2 separate regions of the Xenopus laevis genome follow, and region 1 is linked to region 2. The links are chromatin contacts, called in public Hi-C maps. All regions are on one chromosome and are shown on one strand. The core of a region is the stretch at or near the end of the contact, and the rest is flanking DNA. Distances in the headings are between cores, read along the strand shown. Region 1 overlaps LOC108715698. Region 2 overlaps LOC108715673 (small G protein signaling modulator 1).

Region 1 (5,023 bases), core at 125-2,624, 110 kb before region 2:
TGCAGAGAAAATAGGGACTTTCCTGTACAAATGAGGGACGGCAGGTTGAGCTGACAAAAGAGGGACTGTCCCTCCGAAAAAGGGACAGTTGGGAGGTATGAAACTGCAAGAAGAATAATTAAAACAGAAATGTCACCGTTTCCCATGGGTTACTGGCCAGGTGCATATTTGCCTATTGTTGATAAATGAGCCCCAACATTAAGAAAGTTGCTGTGGAACTCTGTGATGGAGACAGGGGTGCAAGGGGTGGAAAGGAGATACATTTAATTTTAGAGAGCTCCTATCCAGAGGCAGACGGGTTTGGTGAAAAAGATAAATAAGGCACCGTCCTGTTTCCTGTACTGACAGATCCTGGATAAGCGATGTCATTGTATGTAGCACTAACAACATGCCATATTACACATCAGCTATAGGAAACCTGGGGTCCTCCAGTTGTTTCTAGCTGCCTGCAGTTGAAGCCAGTGGAAATACCGGCTATAGATTTATCCTGGCGGCTCTCCAAATAAATACCTTTCCTTTATTCTTTGTAATTTTAAAGAATGATCCAAAAAAAGACACTTGTAAAATAGCAGCAACTGAGAGCCCCCCCCCGTGTCACTCATTATACTGTAGTTCTTCTACTATCAAACATCAAGCATTCTATGAACCAATTTAAAGGAAAATATAAGAAAAAGTGTAATGTTCTAGCACAAGTCAAAGAAGCCATTAGAGCTAATGTTTCTAAAGTATTTGCAAAGCAGTAACTCACCCAGACTGTCCCAAAAAATTTAAAGCAGTGTGACAGGTAGTAATAGTCCATGTTGCAGATACTAGTTGCAGTTGCTCATCCTGGGTGCCTTGTCGTTATTAGCCCCACCGCACTAAGTACTCAGACGGACATCAATAATTTACATGTTCCTCATCACAACGAGGGAAGCTTCCTCTTTCATCAGCAAGGTTACACGTAGGGGATTAGCCAGTCATACGAGACAACAGGCTGGGTAAAAACTTGCAAGTGGAACTTTTACTGACTGCGTACACATTAGCCGAGGTGCACTGAAACAGCTCTGGGAGGTGGATGTATTCATATTTATATCAACTGAGTGGGACATTGCGGGGTATTACTATTTATACTTCTGGAGTAATGCTCCTATCATTTGGATAGAAAAAAACACTGTAAACATATTGATTTCATGGTGTCTCTTTCTCTTGTACTGCCAGCATGCTTACAGTCTAGCAGCCAAAAAGCAGTTTAGATCAGTACCTAGAATAATAAACAGGCGCCCCAGGGTAAAGGCATTAGCATCTATATTATAGTGTCTGCTGTTTCACATACAAATGTAAATGGATAAGAGCAGCTGATTCAGCACCATCCTGTTCTACATTCACACCCAAATAGGGATCTCAATGTGCAACACCAAGAAACTGAAACGTCCTAAGCATTCAGCCTTATGGCACCTCAGATGGGGATGTGGAATTAGATATGTAAATTCAGCTTTTTCACTTTTTCTAAATAAACATGTCTCTATGGCTTGCACTTTCCATTCCCTATCTATGTTGCCCCATGTTCTTTTTACTAGCTTGTGGATCTACATACAGAGTGAACCTCAACACTGATGGAACGGGGAACAGCAGCAAAATGCTGGTGTGCTATTAGATGTATTTATCCTTTTTTTTCATGTTAACACTTACATAAATACAAGACATACATAAATAGAATATTTACATATTAACCACTGTATAACAGGGAACAAATCACCAGAACATTCCTATCACTTTGCTTAGGACAATGTAGCCACCATGTAAAATAACCTAACATAAATACTGCGTCAATATACAGTTTGTTTAGACAAGTGTAAACTATTGTATAGACTGTGATGAAAGAATATTCAGACTACTGTGGTCATAAAATATTCCCTACTTAGGGAAATAAGCAATACAGGCATGGGACAGGTTATCCAGAATGCCTGGGATTTTCTGGATAACAGATCGTTCCGTAATTTGGATCTTCATACCTTAAGTCTACTAGAAAATCATTTAAACGTTAAATAAATGCAGTAGGATTTTTTTTGCCTCCAATATGGTTTAGTCAGGTCAACTTAGATCAAGTAAAAGGTACTGTTTATTATTAAAGATAAAAAGGATTTTTTTTTTTAAATGTAATGATTTGGATGAAATGGAGTCTATCGGAGATGGCCTTCCCAAGATTTAGAGCTTTCTAGATAACTGGTTTCTAGATAACGGATCCCATACCTGTACTGTAGATATTATGTATATGTATGTGCTGAATATCAAAGAACACACTCTGTACTATCTGATTGTGGCATAACCAGATGGTGTATGTGTGAAACGGAGCCATGTTCTTGCTTCTCACCTTATTTACATGCTTCTATAGCAAAGGTCTAGCAACAACTATAACAAACTGATTTTTTTTTTTTTTTTTTTTAATAAAGATAACTAAAAGTCATCATCAATTAAACCCATACACATGTATAATGTAAGAATCTCCAAATGAGCTTATTTAATTCCTTAGGCTACGAACACACGTGGATACGTGCAGCGTTTTCAGCAAGCTTCACACTGCTAGCTGACCGCAGAGTAAAATCCGCTAGCGTAGCATGTCATTGCCGAAGGTTGAAACCGCAAGCGTTTTTACGCATCGGCCATTTTTTTTTTTTTAAAGAACCTCGGCGCGGACCATGCCGAAAAGGCAGCAAAATGTGTGTCCGTAGCAATTTGATTTATATGAATGTATATTAATATACAATTCGCAAAAGCCATGAATATCTTGTAAATGATATCATTATAAACGATGAGTAGTGATGTCACCAGTTATAAACGGTGAGTAGTGATATCATTTGTCACATAACTCACTGAAACTTGTGTATTATAAAGTACCCCCTATTGCAAAATATGAAGATATTAGAAGTTACCTCGGAGTTCCATGACCTGTATAAAAACACTCAGCTTCGTGCTTTTATATGATCATGAAACTTCTCGGTAACTTATAATATCCTTATTATTTACAAGAGTACAAGGGTACTTTATTCACTATATAATTATACAGACCACTAAATAACCCATTATTTTAAGCCAATTAACATAGGCCTTCCAATGCTATGTTTACTAGCATCTTCTAGTTATACTTGTTTAGCTCAAGCTTTATTATGGCAATTAAGTTAATAGAAATGTTTACTGCACTTTTGACATAAGCACCTTTGGCAACAATAAAAACATTAAGCAGAAATGTATGTTTTGGATTAGGCACATATTTAACCAATGACATTTCCTTAAAAAAGGTACCCTAGCACAAAATAAGCTTTTTCTGCTTTGTCAGCAATAAACAGATTATGTAGCTTCAGATTGTGAGCTCTTTGCTCCCCATATATGACTTTTGATGTTAAGAGTCTATATTAGAATGGTAAATACATAGTTTTATTTTCTTATTAGGGCATGGTTTACCTTGCCTTAAATTTGACCAGCTGACCCTGTGGAAATCAACAGTCAGTTTGGATGACTTTTAAAACTATATAATTACTGCAGCAATGAAATTACTGTACTCTATACTGATTTACATGGTGCAGAAGACGATGGCTACTATTTCCCTGCAATATCTACTCATAACCCACAGATGGCAGCAAAGGTATGTTCTATAGACAATGCTGAACAAAAAAAAAAAAAGAGATAGGATTGTTCACTGTTATTAAAGTTGACTTTTATAGCACCAACATTTTCCACAGAGTTATATAATATAATGAAGCTATAGCGCACCCTGCGATTGAAAGCTTACAATTGCAAGTCTACAGTGATGTGATGTGCATCTCTGCTTTCTTTCTCAGAGTGATATAGGATATATATATATATATATATATCAAATACATATACACACACATTGGAGGGCTAGGGCACACACCTGGGTGCAATACAGAAATACAATATACACTCGAGATGAATGCTGCTGCACACCAGGATTTATCATGAAAAAAGTTGATAATTTATTTGATCAAGACCTTTATCAAGATGATAAAGGTCCATGGTGATGACCAAAACGTCGATCAAATAAATAATCAACTTTTTTCATGATAAATCATGATATATAGGAAGACGTTTTGAAAAAATCTCAATAAGAATTTTGATTCTGACCCAAATCCCTTCAATTGGCGTGTGGTTAACCTACGATCTGCATCACAACAAAAAAGCAGTAATATTGAGTATGGACTAAGTTGGTAGTCTGGAATCTGATCAGGTGGAACCTATACTTGATCATATATCTATCTAAAAGTGAAATTAATTAGGGACCCCTAGTGATTATAGTTGCTAACAAGGGACCTTGTACATTCACACAAGTCCACAGGGAGATGCATTGTGCCAAATGAATAAGATATGTACATATGGAGTACAGAAGGTTCTGTACTGTGCACACCCGCCCAGGGCAACGAAGATGTCAAAAAATACAGCAGCAAAATGCTGATAATCAAACCTATCTCAAGCCCCTGAAAGCATCCCAGAAAGGAGTCGGTCTTTTCATACATGCGGGGAGGGTCATTGCTTTAAAGTGAAAAAAAACCCAAAGGCAATCACCCCACAAGAGTAGTGAAAAGAGAAACATAAGGAAGCACATACACTGCTCATTATTCATTGGGAGAGGTTTATTCCTCCCACCAGTTTTCATTACAAAATATGAAAAATGACTGCATTATTCTAGTTACTGGTCTACTCCCACAACATAACTCAAATTAATTCTGAATGCTACGCAACTTGTACAGCTATAGCTCCACTCGTCTTCTCTCTGCTAATGTCCACTGTTTCGGGATAATACGATACATCAAAATCAACTATAAATCACCCCTAAAGGCCTATGGCACCCAGGGTGTATGGAGAGGAGGCTGAGTTGACTATGCAGTCTGTCATTTACCTGAATAGCCAGTAGCAGCGACTGGTGGATTTTGGACTTATGGAATTGTTTGTCCCCCATTTCTTTTGAGAAGGTTTATATGCACTTTAGCCTAGATACATGTCCACCGCATTTGAAGTGGATGAAACA
Region 2 (4,718 bases), core at 186-2,685:
TATCATTATGCAGCATCCAATGTCTCCTTATTGGCCCATATCAGAACTTAAAGTCTCACTAAATGATGTAGGACATCACAGGTCTAGTCACCTATAGCAACCAATCAGCAGGTAGTATCTACTGGTCATCAGGTTAAAAGCAAACATCTCATTGGTTGTTATAAGTTACTGAACCAAGATAAATGTGCTCCTTTTATTACATATGGGGTATGATCATATAAACACCTGTTAACTACAATCCTTCTGCACAAATAATGCAGCTAGTTTTAATTTTCATCAATTTTAATCTTTTTCAAAAAGAAAGCCTAGATGCGATTTAAAAAAGCATTCAAAATATTGTAGCTATACAAGATTTGGGCTTAGATAAGCAAAAGTCTTTTACTTCAGACTCCATAGGGGGAAAAAGTTGACGATACCTGTGTACTAGAGCTGGAATCACTCTGCAAGCGGGCATGATTTTGTCTATCGGAGCTGCAGCTTTGAGAGGACTGTGTAAACAAAAACAATCAATGAGTACACAAATCAAACTATAAAACTATATTGCTGTACTGGAGGGCCCACGCCTGCCACTGGACCATAAACCTCACAAACATATATACATAATAATATGAGTATGTATATTTGTTTGTGATGTCACTACAAGGAAAGGGTGGGTTTGAATCCACACATCCTTCAGTCAAGGATGTAGTAACATTAGGCTTGATAAAGGGTTTTTTGGCTAAATAAACCTTTTTGCACAACTACAACTCACACAGTGTGCTGCTGGTAATTCTTTTTGGCTCGTGTTTTTATATGGTCATGGAACTCCTCGGTAACTTATAATATCCTTATATTTTACAAGAGGGGGTACTTTATTTACTATATATTTGTGGCTAAAAAGGGTCACTAGCCCATCCAGTACAAGCAGAACTTAAGGAAAGGACAACATGAAATCCTCAACCCACATTTTTTAAAATATTTGCCAATAACTTGCTGGGACTTCCGGCATTACTTTATACATACATACGGCCAATTTATGAGAAAAATGTATATAAATATTTGATAATTGTAAATTGTTTATTTATAAACATGCCAAAAATACCAAAACCCAAACAAATAACATCAATATTTATTTTAACACTCTAAACCTATGTTCCACTGAACTGAATTGGGCACATTAAAAATAAAAAAAAAAGCAAAAGCAACTGTGGGGAAAACAACACAGGTTTATTGTGTATTTTACAACACAGTTATTTTACATAAAGCTACTTTTGTAAGCAACCATTACGGAGCTTTATAAAACTTGTTTTTACAGGTGCAAAGGGGTGTATAGCAGTCTTCTGATGGGAGGGAGAAGACTAATGATGTCTATTAAATACCTGTCTTATTGTGTGAACATGACACTCATGACATCTAAGGGGTAGTTGAGGTACTGCACAACTCAAAATCTTTATAGCACACAACTAATTGTGTCACATCCTGCCTGTGGCTTATTTACAGAGGAAGCAGACCCTGCGGCTGACTGGGGGGCCCAGGAAGTATAGGGGCCCCATGAGGCCAATTTCAATAAATATTATTAAAATAGGTCAATCTCTAGATATTTTGGAGGCCTGAAAAATAATCTGCTTTGGAGCCCAGTAATTTCTAGTTTCGCCACTGCATCCTGCATTTTTCTGATATCTTTAGTGAATAGTGAATTTATGGGCACTGTTGAATAGTTCAGTGTAAAAAATTAATTGCTTTATAAAGATGTTTACTTTTTTTTTTTTTTTAAAGGCAAAATTTTATTGCTTTACAACACATTAAACATAAAACAAAGTATATGCCGTAAATGTAGTTGAGTTACCATTACAGAGCTTGGAATAAAATTTGTACATACAAATTCGTGTAGTAATGTGATTGATACACTCAAGGTTTAAAACATAGTTCAAACAGCCGTACATTAAGGGTAAGGCCACACTAAGCGATAGCGCGGCGATTTGACTCGCGGCGACTTTTCGCCGCGACTTTTAATCCGCAATCGCTGGCGAAACTTTGGCGCTGGCGTCTATGGGGAATCGCGCAAAATCGCCAGTGTAAAAACACACGCGGCGATCTTTTTTCTATTGTCGCTCGAAATCGCCTAGCGAGGCGATTTCGAGCGACAATAGAAAAAAGATCGCCGCGTGTGTTTTTACGCAGCGATTCCCCATAGACGCCAGCGCCAAAGTTTCGCCAGCGATTGCGGATTAAAAGTCGCGGCGAAAAGTCGCCGCGAGTCAAATCGCCGCGCTATCGCTTAGTGTGGCCTTACCCTAAGATGTGAACATTGCCTCCTATACTCCTGTCATCAACAGATTGGGCAGTAGCATCAGGTTCTAGATAGAATTAAGGATTCATGCCTTTGACAGTAGAAACAAACGTTACTTTTCACGTTCGGGAGCCCAGACCACCAAGCCCCGCTTCCCACCACGGACTCCATATTTTCTCAAATCTCTTCAGTGAGCCTCTGGCTAGTAAGGTGAGTTTAATGAGAGGCAGATTCTGATTCACCAACGTTATCCAGTTTTGCACTGTGGGCGGTTGGGGACCCATCCATGCCATAGCAATTACTTTCTTAGCATAGTACAACAGTGTACGGTATCTAACTCTGGCATGATTAGTATATATGATGTCATCCATAACTCCTAAGATGCACACCTGTGGGGTCAGCAGCCAAGGGAAATCTAATTTATCCGCTAAAAAGATGTTTACTTTTTTAACTAAAATTCAGTTGTTTATAACTGCAGCTGGTGGCTTCATTCATTCACATAAAAACATCAACTTATTCATGTAGCACACGTTACATGGAAAAGGAGAGAGCCAGGTCTAAAACAGAAATGCCAAAGGTCAGACTCAAAGTTAGAGCATGATGAAGGTATTCAGAGTATTAGAGAATACCTCATTTTTAATTTTGGAATATGTTCCATTTACCACCACTCTTTTACGTATCTATCTTTGAGCCCGTTTTCTATCCAATTACAAATACAGGTATGGGATCCGTTATCCGGAAACCCGTTATCCAGAAAATTTCCGAATTAAGGAATGAACATCTCCCATAGACTCCATTATAATCAAATAGTCCACATTTTTAAAAAGGATTCCCTTTTTCTCTATAATAATAAAACAGTAGCTTGTACGTGATCCAAACTAAGATATAATTAATCCTTATTGGAAGAAGAACCAGCCTATTGTGTGTATTTAATGATGAAAAGTTAATATTTAATGTTTAAATTTTCTAGTAGACTTAAGGTATGAATGAAAGATCCATTATCCGGAACACCCCAGGTCCTGAGCATTCTGGATAACAGGTTCCATACCTGTACTATGTTCCAGGCCAATATTCCTTAGTTTAAACATTAACATTCTGGGTGGTACTGTATCAAACTCTTTAGTAAAGTCCATGTACATTACATCCAGTGCCATTACATAGTCAATGTTCCTGCTCACATCCTAAAAGCACGTCTTTTGTTACTTACCTCAATAACAACAATTCTGTCAAAGAACAAAGGTTTTGCTTTGCAACAACGTTCCTTGCAGGGGAATATACTGACATGTTTATTTATTAAGCAGCATTTTAAAGACTTCCCATTTTTATTTTGTGTTTAACCCTGTGAAAAGCATTTCCCACTTAATATGTTGCAGAGTTGTCCTTACTTTCAAAGTTTGCACGTCTAAAGTTTAGTGTTTTAGTTAACCCCTTATAGTGTTGTTTCTCCAACATAATCTCAAAGGAGACCATGTTATGATCACTATTCCCTAAATGCTCACCCATGCAATTGCTAGAGATGAGTTCATTATTATTAGTTATTACCAGGTCCAAAAGTGAGTTATTCCTAGCAGGTTCTTGAATGAGCTGAAATAAAAAGTTATCATTCAGCATATTTACAAACCTGTTAGCTTTTTCTGACTTGACAACCCCATTACCCCAGTCAATGTCTGGATAGTTGAAGTCACCCATAATAATAACTTGATTTAGTTGTGAAGCCTCCATTTGTAAAAGTAGTTGGGCCTGAATCTTGTCACTTGTTCAAGGTGGTTTATAGCATACACCAATGATCATTTTCTTTGTAACTTTTTGCCCAGTCAAAATCTCAACCCAAAGGGATTCCCCAGTTATTTCTTTACAGCATGGCTTTAATTCAGGTTTTACATAAAGACAAACTATTTCATCCTTTTTAATCCCTCTGTCCCTTCTGTCAGTAACAGGTTTCATCTCACCAGGTCTCAGTGATACAAATTATATCACAGTTTTTAGTGCATGCAATTAACTCTAGCTCTCCCATTTTATCTGACATACTCTGTGCATTTGCCTGCATACAGCGGAGGTTACTACTTTTCCTTCTGATATATTATTTAATGGAGAATCACATTTAATGTTACTAGTTTCTTGTAACAGACCCTATGACCCCATACTTATCCCACTGCCCAGTCTACAATAGCTTCCATAATATTCTGGCTACCCCCTGCCTATTTTTAAAACACTCTCCCAACCTCTATTTGTTCACACTGCAAACATGAAATATACAATAGGCCTTTTCATAGAGAGTCAAACAAGGTTACTCCATGTCTATAACATGCTACTGTCACTTTCAGTTTATTTTCTCAGAGAATCAACAGCAATAAATGCCCCTTTTGGCTGCCAGTGTTGTAGCATTTTATACTAAATGTAATATTTCTATTCACCATAAGGTGTGTTTCTTCATAAACTATATGTAAGA

Evidence for each region. Hi-C and Micro-C count contacts between places; a contact is called where the count stands out from the background.
Region 1: a Hi-C map of the XL177 cell line shows a contact between it and region 2, with 4 times the contacts expected there. A contact is called at or near these places in 2 of 4 Hi-C or Micro-C datasets (the XL177 cell line and the XTC cell line).

The regions. Positions count from the first base shown.
Region 1 is chr1L:159,860,077-159,865,099 of Xenopus_laevis_v10.1, reverse strand. All of the region lies in intron 5 of LOC108715698, which reads right to left. Among protein-coding and RNA genes, the nearest start is that of LOC108715698, 55 kb to the right of the region's middle.
Region 2 is chr1L:159,745,553-159,750,270 of Xenopus_laevis_v10.1, reverse strand. It overlaps LOC108715673 (small G protein signaling modulator 1), which reads right to left. Exons shown (of 25, transcript XM_018261064.2): 18 at 417-488. Among protein-coding and RNA genes, the nearest start is that of tmem211.L, 34 kb to the left of the region's middle.